Regions from separate parts of the Mus musculus genome. Here all the other regions are linked to region 4. A link is a contact called in public HiCAR-type and HiChIP or PLAC-seq data. All regions are on one chromosome and are shown on one strand. Each heading gives the region's core, a stretch centred on a gene start, on an enhancer-like site or on the middle of the called end of the contact. The rest is flanking DNA. Distances are from core to core; before and after follow the strand shown.

Region 1 (2,776 bases), core at 227-2,726, 720 kb before region 4:
GGAGGAGTTGTCTTCTGACCTTTACGTATGTAGTGCATGTGCGCGCGCGCACACACACACCATTCTCTTTCTCTTCCTTTCTCTCCTTCCCTCCCTCTCCTCTCCTTTCTTCCCTCTTTCTCTCACTTTTTCTCTTTTACACACACGTGATAATTAATAATAATAATAATAATAATAATAAATATATGCATACAGATTAATATCAATACCTGAGACTTATCTTAACTACTAGGGACTGTAAAGGAAGGAGGCATAAGTGTTCATCACTGTGGGAACAAGGGTATCAATATTCCATTACTGATGCTTTTGAATGTGATTTAAACATTCCAAAAGGTTTATAAAATGTGAGCTTCGGTCATTCTTCCCAAGCAACGACTATAACAAGGACTTGAGTACCCAAGTTCTTATCCACGCTGTCAGATTGTGATGATGATGTTATAAAGGATTTGGGCTCCTTACACAGCCAAGGCTTAGAGATGTGTTATTCCCATCTCCCCAGAGAAAGATGTGCCTTTTCCGTCAACCAGTCCACCTTGGCCAAGGTATAAACTTCAACCAGCTCTCTGCCAGGCAGCAAGCACAGATGAATGCTTGCAACAGCAGCATACCCTGGAAAAGCCTACAGGCTGGGAGAGGAGGGAGGGGGCCAACGAGACAGTCAATTCCCAGAGAGTGTGGGAAGAGCTACGTTCTCAGAATGAGTGAAGAGGCGTGGGAGCCCAGGGGAGGAAATGACTCAATTTGGAGAAAAGTGGCGTTCCGCGCTGGGGTTTCAGGAGTGGAGAGGCGTTTCCGGAAGAGAAGCTGTGTACGGTCAGACCTGAGTTCTGAAGAGGAGTAGGTGGCTCAGTCAGGGAAATGGGAGTGGGGGTGGCGCCTTGCTTCCTGGAGGGGGTGGGGGGCACCGTTGAAGCATGCAGGGGCGGCTCTGTGAGGAGTAGTGAGGTGCGGTGAGGGAATCAGGAAGACTTTCCTGAGGGCAATGTTGACAGGTGAAGAAATTCGGAGTCCAGTGAGGACAGGAAGTGAGGGATGCTTGAGGGGAGGAGCTGACAAGATCTGAGGTGTACAACTAGACCCTGTCTTTAGGATCATTTTGGGTAGTCAGACAATTCCCCCAAGTGGTGGAAAGGATTCTGCACAGTGATCTGTGTTTTGGAAGAGCCTGTCAGGGAGAGATGAAATCTGAGTAATTTGGTTTATTGCCATTTGTTTCCATTAGTGCTGGAAACAGATGGTCTCATCAGCCTTATGTTGCCCTTGTCAGCATCTGTGTGACTCCAAGGTCTAATTTTTAATTATCCCTGACCATTGGCAGGGACATGAAGGGGAAACGGGAAAGTTCCAACCCTTAAAAAAAAAAAAAGAAAAGAAAAGAAAAGAAAAGGTTTCCTTTGCATCTTTTCTGCTTGCCTATCAGTTATTTTTTCTTTTAACCACCGAGGAATATCTATTAGCCTGGGTTCTATGTTGCCATGGTATCAAGACCAAACAAACCTTAATATATAGGGAATCCAAGGGTACAGTCGAAGGAGACACTGTCTTCCAGCAACTGGGCGATGTGTTGGCAGAGCCTTGTCAGATTGAACACTGGTCCTAAACTGGGATTCATAGGTGGTCAGAGCAGACTTCGTGTAAAAGCGTGGCTGGTGGATAATAGAGCTGGTGGCCCTCTAGAGCCACGAGGAAGAGAACAGGTTTGGGAAATTTCGCACAGCCAAGAGTTTGGTAGGAATTGTTAGGAAGTCAGGCAGCAATTCCTCCAGATTAATAAGAAGCGAGCCTTAGCTACTCTAAGCAGTGTTAACAGCTGTTTGTGGGGCCTAGAGAGATTGCTTAGCAATGAAGAGTGCTTGCTGAATTTGCAAAGCATCTGAATTTGGTTCCTCACTCCAGCATCCAGTAGCTAACAACTAGCTCCAGCTCCGGCTCCAGCGGCTGCCTCTGAGGGCGTATATGTATATGTATATGTATATGTATATGTATATGTATATGTATATATACATACATATATATGTATATATACACACACATACATACACACACATATATATGTATATATATACATATATATACACATATATATACATATATATATATATACATATATATATACATATATATATACATATATATATATGGTCTATGTTTTCAGAAAGTATAGAGACAAAGGTTCTTGGGGGAAAGTGCTCTTGTGTGTGTGTGTGCGAGATGTGTCTGTGTAACAGGGTTCTGTGTTGCTCAAACTGACATTGTACTTGCATTATTGAGTGCCTGGTGTGGTGGTTTGAATAGGAATGCCCCCCCCCCCCGACTTGTGGATTTTAAAACCTGGTCACCAGGGCATGCCACCATTTGAAAGGATTAGGAGATGTTGGAGGAAGTGTGTCAATGGAGGTAGGTTCTGAGGGCTCAAGGACCCAAGTTAGGCCCAGCATCTTTTTCTTCCTACTGCCTGTGGATCTGGCTGTAGAACTCTGAGGGTCTTCTCTAGCACCACGGCTGCTTATATGTCACCACGCTACCTCCTATGACCACAATGGACTACACCTCTGAAACTGTAAGCAGGCCCCATTTAAGTGCTTTCCTTCATAAGAGTTGCCGTGGTCATGGTTTCTCTCCACAGTGGCAGAACTCTGACTAAGACACCTGGCTTTAATATTTTTTTTTTTAAAAATCACTTCTTTATAAGATGTATTTTCAGTTTTTGACTATCTTTCACACACAAAGAACTGCTTTTATTCTGATATTTTCTACATCGATTTTGTCATACTCC
Region 2 (2,935 bases), core at 19-2,518, 660 kb after region 4:
AACTAACCCAAGGATGGGAGATGAAGCGAGTGACTGGTGTTTCTGACTTTTGATGTACCCATACTGAGCAATAAGACTTCTTCAAAACACTTATGCTTTTATTTTGGAAAGCTGTATTTATTTTTATACTAACTGGTTGATACTATTATATGATTCTTCGGGGAATTGACAAGCACAGAATATATGTACATAGTGTGTTAGTATTTTTGTTGTTGTTGTTATGATAAACTATCTTAACCTAAATGCAAGTTAGGGAAGAGGGGATTTATTTTAGCTTATATAGTTACATAGGAGGTGTAGTCCATCAGGATGGAGGAGACATGGCACCAGGCAGGCATGAAAGCAGGAGCAGGAACCTAGCTGATCACATTCCTAGCACATACAGGAAGCCAACAAGAAGCTTACAAGAAGTGAGGCCTGCCTGGTTATACAACTTTAAAGCCAGCCCTAGTGATATACTTTTTCCAGATAGATACTTCTTAAAGGTTCTATAACGTCTCCAAACATCTCCAGCAGCCAGGGACCAAGTGTACAAACACAAGACCCTATAGAGGACATTTCTTATTCACACCAACAGAATTGGAAAGGGAAGTTTGTTTTCTTAGGTATCTTTGTCTGTTGGTTGGATTTTTTTTAAACTCACTTCACAAAGTCTTCATCGCCCACTCTCTCCAAAACAAACTAACTTTAAATATTTTTCCCTCTGAGTTGACTACTCCCTGTTCATCTGGCATTTCAAAATTGCTAATCCTGTAAAATATATGTTTTTAATTATAAACCTCAAGTAATGGGTGCAATGTCCCAGAAGGGTCCAACTTACATTGCAGTTGAACTGAAAGCTCTTGTTTGTATCAGTCTTTCCATGTGGCTCACTACCATGGTGAATTAACCTTGCCCATTTAACTCACAGTCTATCTTCTCCCTATAGATTCTATACCTCAACTCACATGGGGCAAAACCCTATCTTTGTTTGATCCCATCTGGTTTGAAAGGTATAATTTAAATGCACAGTTGCAGGCCACATTAAATGGTTTCATCAGGTGGGGCCAACCTTAGCTCTTGACCTGGGTTATTCCATAATGCTTTTTTTCCACCCTTACCTAGGAAACAATTTTGTACTATTTACCCCAAAACACAACCTTCTCAGGGAATGTGTTTATTTTCCAAGTCGAAGAAAAAAATAAGACCTGAGTGGAGGACACAGTCAGAATACATGTCCTTTGTGCTCATGCTGTAACTGGAGACTGCATCCAAACAACTAATGACTCATTTGATGACTAAAGAAACACTCATTTGTGCGGTTATGGTTTTTATGAGTTAGGAATCTGGGTTCAGCTAAATTGGACCCTCTCCCCACCCAGGGCTTCCCACATGGCTATAATCAACTTTTCCTCTGATACTGTGATTCTCCCATGATGTCTAACCTAGACAAAGACTTTTGAGCTCATTCATGATGTCACTGTTTGCATCTCATTCCCTTTCAGATGCTGAGCTGAGAGCCTCAAGTTACTAGAGAGCTGCTAAATGTGGTCCTCCGTTCCTTGTGATGGAGACCTCTCCAACGACAAAAATTGTTTGGCCATAGCCAGCTGGGAAAGAATCAGTTACTAATATGGAAGTTAGTGTTCTGTGTCAAGTAATTACAGAGCAGACAACCAATTTTGGTCTCTGCCATATTTTCTTATTTTGATGCAAATGACTACGCCAGTCTGTGTTGACAAGTGGCTTGTGCGTGGCAGAAAAGATCATCAGAGACCATCTTAGACACTGCTTGCTGAAGATTCATTGTAACAGCCACCCCCTCCCAACATTATAGACATACATGTCCATTATCAGCTTGTGCAAGCTTGGTCAGTGGACAAGTAGCTGTTTCACACAGGAAAACATCTGTTTCTATAGAGGCAGCAAACACAGTCTGGGCCAGACACAAAACCACAAGCTTTTATCTGTTTGGGCAGCATTACAGAGCTGGCTGCTACAGGTCCACTTTTCCTAAATTGACTTGGCTGGGGCAAGAATTAGATTTCAGAGAGAATCTTTGCACATAATGGCCTTTTAGATATTATATGAAAGGGTAACTGTGGCCCTGTAATTTATTCCTCCCTCCTCAGGGATCCCTGAAGACGTTTGACCCTGACCAGAATTCTTTGCAAATATCGACTGATCCACTATACTAACTGAAAGATAAATGAGGGTCCAAAAGGGTTCTGCTGTGCACTGATTACAGATCTGGAAATGACCTCAACCTCGGCATCCTATCCCAGTTCATTTAGATTGTTTATATTAAATCCAGGGCTGGGCTGATGCATGCAAGTTATACACATAGCCAGAACAAAGGTAGGTGCCTACCACAATTCTACAAGTTGGAAGTCTTCCTGACTAACTTGTCTGATGCCCTTGCCAGAATTCAAAACCATATCTGTTGTGTGGGAAAGTATCCTATGGGTTGGGCTCCCAGATGCTGTACATATAAATGGTCCTATTTACTATGTTGGCAATTAGTCAAAGCCTAGTGCTGGCTAAGTTGGGGTGATCTTTCTAAAACAGAAGTAAGACTAAGGATTGGTTTAGTAATAATTCAAGTGAGATGTTTATTTTTCAATGGCTTTAAGTAAGATTTACTTGGCATACAGTGACACATACACACACACACACACACACAGTGAGTCATTAATAACACTTATGTGATATAACCTTGCAACTGGAAAGATAAAACCTAAATGTTTGGTTATGATCCCTGATGTCCTAAAAAAGCTTCTCAAACTAACTGTATATGATTTATCACAGACAAGTACAACTCCAATCATAAGAGATCCGACAGGGTATATAGTATTATGTACAGGGAGGCTGAGTTCAGACTAGTTCTGAGTTTAAAAGTAATCATTTCAATGTTAAATCAGTGTGAGATTTGCTTACTCAGCACTCAATGCAAGAA
Region 3 (2,898 bases), core at 198-2,697, 570 kb before region 4:
GTTTGCTGCTATTTCTAAGAAGTAGAAACGCCAGGGGCTTAGGAGATCCAGCCAACCCTTGTAAGATTCACAGTTACTGTAGAATGCGGGGTCCAGCGAGCAGCTCTATCAGTCTGCACCCCACTAGACTTCAGGGACATGGGAGTGCAGTGCCTCCCCAGGCAGAGACAAGCTTTCTCACTTACACACTACTGGGGAAATCTCTGCTGTTCTAGGCACTGGCAAGTTTCCCCAGGAGAATAGCGGACCTCTTAGAGTGTGGGCTCCTTCTGCGGCCACCACAGGAGTTCGTTCCTAAGGAATAGGATGGGGCTTTCCCAGCCAGGAGGAAAGCAGAAGATGCAGTGGGGGAGAGAAGGCTGCATCCCTGGTCTCACCTTTCACCCAGCTTAGAGGCCGAGGATTTAACCCTCTTGATTCTCAGTTCCTTCTCTCACAGTAAGTACTGGGAAGGAGATACACAAGGGCATGCACCCTGCCTTCAGCCCCATTTGGACGCAGAGAGGTGAAAAGGGAGATCAAGTGTCAAGTGGCAGCCACACCACTTACTGGCAGCTCAGCGATCTTGGCAGATCATTTATTTTCCCCCATCCACTGTTTTTCTCACCTCTAAAGCTGGGCACCTGACTTACTGGGTCTCAGGAAGTATTAAACGGGATCGTATATGTAAAACTCCAGAAAGAAAGAAAGAAAGAAAGAAAGAAAGAAAGAAAGAAAGAAAGAAAGAAAGAAAGAAAACAAACTAGCACCAGGAACTACGTGTATATACACGGCGATTGTTATTTTTTTTAACCATGCTAACGATCAAGTCCCACCCTTACGTCCCTCCCAGTGTTAGGAGCTGAGTTGTCCTACAAGAGGGGCACAAGGCAATTTTCCAGACCTCAAGTCCTAGGCACCACTATCCTTCCTGTCACCCTACATCTGGTGTGGGGAGAAGGACCACCTCTGAGCATCCTCCCCAGGCTCCAGTGGCTTGGGCTACCCGGGAGGTTCTGAGAGCCAAGTGTGAATGCAGAGAGGGTGCTCGCTGACTGTGGGTGCTGGGTACCTGGGGCAGCATCCCCAATCTAGGCTCTCCCACCCACTGCCGGTGCGCCCAGCGCGGAAAGAGAGAAAAACCAAAAAGTCGTGGATACTGGACCAGGCTTTGACGCGGATCTTGAGCTCGCCGTCCTGTGGCTCCGGCATGGCCTTTCTAGAGAGCCTCAGCTTGTTGAGTCCGCCGAAGCCGGCCAGCACCACAGCGCGCATCTCCTGGGCATCCCCGAGGCGGTGGGAGCCGTCGCCGCCCTCAGCAGGTTCCTTGCTGGTCTCCTTCTCAATCATTTGTTCGGTCTCCTCCGCTTTCTCTACGCCTTCCTTAGCCATGGCGCTCGAGGGGCCGCGGGGCGCACAGGCTGCGGTTGTGAAGGGGTCGGGTCTGCTCTCCCGCGGGTTCCTCCTGTTGAATGTGGGATGCTCTTCAGTGCAATGGCTGCAACCTCTGTGAGCGGAGCCGCGGTCCACCGCCTCCGCCGTAATCCTTAGAGGAGCCGCGCCCTAGCGCCCCACCCCCTCCCTCACATTTCCTCCTACTTACTCCAAAACAAATCTCAAGTCCACCTTTTGTGCTAGTACTAAGTCAGGCTATTTGTCTCAACACTAAAAACAGATTTCCCCAAGACTCTTGAATACAAACACAGAAGAAGAGGCCGGATGGCTACTCCAACCCCTACAATGGGCAAATACTTGGGTATATACGGCACAGACTCTGGCGCCTTGAAATGGACAGAGACGAATGTCTGGGCCTGGAGGATGCTGCGAGAGACAAGGTTGCCTCTTCTCCCGCGGGTAGGCAGGGATGGGAGGGATAGCTGGGAAATTGGGCTGTTTCCCATCTGCTGGTTCTGAGTGGAGCGGCAGGGAGGTGCGGGAAGTTAAAGATACATCCCAAGTAAGGCTCCAAAGAGCCAGGTCCAGTCTTTTCCATCTGGACGCCACCCCCCACCCCCACCCCTGTCACTAGGGATGCTGTTTCTGGACTTCTGTGGCTTCCTTATGACAGTTAGTTCTCAGTACCCATGCTTTTTTTTCTAGGAAAGAGGCTCCCAGAACAAGCCTGTTTCCTGCTAGGACCTCCAGAGGACCAAATTCTCTCTCTCTCTCCTCTCTCTCTCTCTCTCTCCCTCTTTCTCTCTCTCCCTTTCTCCCCCCTCCCTCCTCCCTCCCCCCTCCCCTCCCCACACCTGCCTTTTGTTTTGCAAGGTTACAGAAAAACAACAACAACAACAACAACAACAACAAAAAAAACGAGTACTTTCCCCAGCAGTGTTTGGTGACACATCTGTAGTATGGAAGCTGAGGTAGGGCGACCCTGTCTTAAAAAACCTAAACAAGAATTTAAAATTGCTGGGCGCGTGCGTGCGTGTGTATGTGTGTGTATGTGTGTGTGTACGCGCGTGCGCGCAACGCCTTTAATTTCAGAATTCCAGCAACCAGGAGGCAGATGAATTTCTCATGAATCTGAGGATAGACTGGTCTACATAGTGAGTTCCAGGGTGGCCAGCTCTACATAGTGAGACCCTTTCTCCAAAAATAAAATAAAAAAATAACAAAACTACAGATGCAATCCAATCATATCCATCACATAATAAATTCTGATTCTTAAAAAAAGGTCATTTGTGCTATCTTAAAAGGCGAGATAGGAGTTGCCTTGTGCGGTGTAAGAGATCCAATTTCTCAGCTCAGGTGCCTGTGTCAGTTTAGGCAGCTCCCATCCTTGAGCTCTCAGAGATGGTGAAGATCTCGGTCCCAGTGAGAGAGGCTATCAGGACACAGTGATCTCAGGAGTATGGCAAATTGAGCCCAGGACAATCAGTCTCTCCTCCTCCTATTACTCCTGTGCCTCTGTTTTAA
Region 4 (3,054 bases), core at 515-3,014:
CACTAAGGTGCCAATGAGCCTCACCCTAAAACACAACCCAACATGTCCTCACTGTCCTTCATTGGCCCCTCCATTATTCCCTTCAGACACTGCCTTCCCAGGCCTTCAAGGCACCCGCCTGCTCTCTGCATGACTACTGGCCTCCTTATTTACAGAGGCTCTTCCTTAACTCCTCTGACGCCTTCTTTATCCCTCTCACGTGTACTTACCCCCCGGTGACCACCATTAAAGTGCCCCCACTGACTCCCCTAACCCTTTTCTACCCGCACCCACATCCACTGATGCCTGCTGATGCCCGGTGACTCTCCAGGCTAACCAGACTCCCAGTGGTGGTCCTTATTTTTCCCATGACAGCCGCCACTGACACCCAGATCGACAGGACTCCTAGCCTTCAGCCACCCCCCCCCCCCAATTCCCTCTGCTGCTACATTAACACCCAAGCAAACACATAAGAGCATCCATGAGCATCCCAGACACCTTAGTCTTCAATAACCTTTACATGACAGTTCTTATTTTCCTCCAGGTCTGGGCCCCCACTCCACCAATGGCCACCATTAACAATCACTAACCCACAAGGTTTTCACGGTTCCCACAGTTTTCCGCCCAGAGTTATCACTTTAAATCCCATAATGAAGCCCCTTGCTTTCTTCCCACCGCCTCTGATGTCTACTGACTCACCCAAGGACAATCATCCATTTGCAACCCCATCTGATTTTTTCACCCTCAAGTGTTTTCCTATGTTCTTAATTGCGTACCGATATTCCCATGTTCCCAAATACCCAAGCAACACGTCTCAATTCCCATCAAGGAACTCCCATCAAGACAACCCTTTTGGGACCCAACTATGCCCCCTTTGTTTCTTTAAGGTGGTACACTCAGGTCAAGTACATTCTAATTTCCTTGCAACAGAAGGGTGTCCCAGGATGTGAGAACACCATTGTTAAAATGGGACTGTTCCGGGCAAACCAGCACAGTCCATCTTCCTAGCCTTGACACTATCACCACCACCACCACCACCACCACCACCACCACCCACCATAGAATACATTTGTAGAGGCACAATGCTGCCCCTTCCGGACAACAGCTGACACCCATTGGCTTCTATGTCATTTCTCAACGATTTCAATTAAGTCAGCAAGTCTGTGTCCAACGACTGACTGAGAGCTATGCCTCAAGCTACTTTCTTGGGTTCCCAAAGACTGCCCACTGGTCTCCCACTGATCTCTTCCCGCTCAGCTAGCAATGACAAGCCCTGGGGGTTTGCTTCCAAGGCTTTATTGAGGGAAGCTATACCTGTGTCCTCCGGGTCCCCATCTCCGGGATCCAGCGTGCTTGCGTGAACCCTTTCACTGTCTCCAGCCTCCTCTCTGGGGAACTGCGTGTCCACCAAGTCCTCCACGCCCCCGGGGGCTGGGACAGCATTATCTCCTCCGGCCTCCATCTGCACATCCCTGGAGAGAAGGGGAATCGAGGGTGATGGGCAGCAACAGAAAACTTCTTACAAGCCTTCAGGGAGCCAGACCCCCCGGATACATTCCTAGTGCGGTTTCCCCTACGGTTTTCGACAGGACGCGACATTCAAAACCATGACCAAATACTTGCACCCTCCGGCACTTTCGGATGGGTGACGCTCCGCTGGGCTTCTGCCAACACGGTACATCAACACCTGTTTCAACCTCTTATCTCAACTGGGTGGACAGCAACACTTTGAGGAGCCGCTGCCGCACCACACTTCCTGGTGTGGTGGGGACTTGCCACACTTCCGGAAGCGACGCCTCCCCGGGACACTTCCGGTTTCACGGCCGTATTGACTCCCCGGAGTGCCAATGGCAGCCACACGCTGCGTTCCCTCACCGTAAGGATAGCGCGGGACTCTCCCGGAACTCTGTGGAATCTGCGCGTCCTTCCACCGGACGCAGCCAGGATCGGCTGTGAAGTGGGGCCAGACCGGCCCACTTCGCGTACCAAGGGCTACCGGCTGAAGGGGGCGCGGCCTGGAAATCTACTAGGTCGAGGGGGCGGGACCTAGTCCCTCTCACCCAATCAAGAGTAGGCTCTCCCTTATGTCCCGCCCCATTCTGGTGGAGCCTCCGCAGATAGTGTGCGCTAATTGGCGAAAGCCACTGCTCATCCCTTGACTGACATCTCCCTGTTTCTAACCGAAACCTCACTCCTGTTCCGGTCTTTGCTGGAATGAGAGAATGCCGAACCAATGAACTCGCGTCCCCAGTATTGAGACAACTTCACGCTCTTTTATTCAATTATAGGGGCAGGGCGGAGCGTATGCTTGACGGACAGCTCTCTTTCCAATCGGAACGTCGCCCGCAGCCCAGTCAGCCTATGGGACTCGGATGCTGAAGCAAGAGGCGGGCTCTGCTGGTGGGACTGACTCTTGGGATTCTGGACTCCGCCAGCCTGCGAGGGGAGCTTACGGAAACAAAAGCAAGCTGCTTAGGGCTAGTGTGTGCGGGCAACACGAGCGCACCCCACTAGCAAGGAGAGGTTCTGTGGGCCGAGCCAACCAGATCGGCAGCCTAATCCAATAGCGGAGTGGGGGGTGTGGTTGTCAGGGACCGCTGCGTTCTGGTTGGCTGAGAATTCTGCCGCACCTACCTCCGGGTATCACCATTGGCTACTATGTATGATGGGCCAGGGGCAGCAACAGCAGTGAGGAATCTTGTGAACAGAAGCACCTAGATGCTCTCTTCCTTAAGGCTGTGGAGCGGGGATAGGTGTATCTAGGCGGCCAGAAGTCGCTCCAAACTAAGTGTTGTTCATTTTGGTTTTGAGTCACAGGCTCCTAATAACCCAGGCTGGCCTTAAACTCGCGATCCTCCTCCCTCACCCTCTATCTGGCCCTAAACCCAAGTCAGAGTAGATTACAGTGCTGCTCCAGCACCTGCCATTGCCTTTAGGTTTAGAATGAGGGTGTGAATATCCCTGTTCTGGACGTCCAGGTCCGTTTTTTAGGTCTTTCTGTACATTGGTCTTTGAGACTGCTTGAAGCCTCGCAGTTTGTGTCTCTGAGTGTTACTATATTATTATCAGAGAAAA

The links. HiCAR-type assays count read pairs that join an accessible place to other places. HiChIP or PLAC-seq counts read pairs in DNA pulled down with a chosen protein or histone mark.
Region 1: a contact with region 4 is called in a HiCAR-type map of embryonic stem cells, with 4 times the contacts expected there. The contact joins the promoter of 4933408N05Rik here to the promoter of Mon1b in region 4. A contact is called at or near these places in 5 of 39 promoter capture datasets (the 3T3-L1 cell line, frontonasal cranial neural crest, liver and 2 more) and 3 of 115 datasets of contacts at active chromatin or transcription factors (embryonic forebrain and embryonic stem cells).
Region 2: an HNF4G HiChIP or PLAC-seq map of pancreatic cancer cells shows a contact between it and region 4. The contact joins the enhancer-like site here to the promoter of Mon1b in region 4. A contact is called at or near these places in 6 of 39 promoter capture datasets (the 3T3-L1 cell line, embryonic stem cells, frontonasal cranial neural crest and 3 more), 15 of 484 Hi-C or Micro-C datasets (the N1E-115 cell line, brain, cardiomyocytes and 9 more) and 11 of 115 datasets of contacts at active chromatin or transcription factors (astrocytes, embryonic fibroblasts, embryonic forebrain and 6 more).
Region 3: a contact with region 4 is called in an H3K27ac HiChIP or PLAC-seq map of embryonic stem cells, with 4 times the contacts expected there. The contact joins the promoter of Vat1l here to the promoter of Mon1b in region 4. A contact is called at or near these places in 1 of 39 promoter capture datasets (hippocampal neurons), 1 of 484 Hi-C or Micro-C datasets (nephron progenitors) and 6 of 115 datasets of contacts at active chromatin or transcription factors (astrocytes, bone marrow-derived macrophages, craniofacial prominence and 2 more).

What each region holds. Positions count from the first base shown.
Region 1 is chr8:114,350,178-114,352,953 of GRCm38.p6, reverse strand. 4933408N05Rik (RIKEN cDNA 4933408N05 gene) reads left to right here and starts at 1,476. Exons shown (of 3, transcript NR_045831.2): 1 at 1,476-2,560. The region is part of intron 7 of Vat1l (vesicle amine transport protein 1 like); the gene reads right to left.
Region 2 is chr8:112,974,889-112,977,823 of GRCm38.p6, reverse strand. No RefSeq gene overlaps it. Among named protein-coding and RNA genes, the nearest start is that of Gm45904, 54 kb to the right of the region's middle. Within about 2 kb of position 1,268, at least 14 of the 459 cell types and tissues checked have an H3K27ac peak or open chromatin away from gene starts, as enhancers often do. A contact at or near this core is called in embryonic fibroblasts and pancreatic cancer cells, where this site is marked.
Region 3 is chr8:114,204,189-114,207,086 of GRCm38.p6, reverse strand. Vat1l (vesicle amine transport protein 1 like) reads right to left here and starts at 1,447. Exons shown (of 9, transcript NM_173016.3): 1 at 1,145-1,447. The coding sequence starts at 1,371. It overlaps Gm30272 (a long non-coding RNA gene), which reads left to right and starts at 1,453. Exons shown (of 3, transcript XR_388052.4): 1 at 1,453-1,833; 2 at 2,248-2,345.
Region 4 is chr8:113,634,509-113,637,562 of GRCm38.p6, reverse strand. Mon1b (MON1 homolog B, secretory traffciking associated) reads right to left here and starts at 1,764. Exons shown (of 5, transcript NM_173015.3): 1 at 1,294-1,764. The coding sequence starts at 1,441.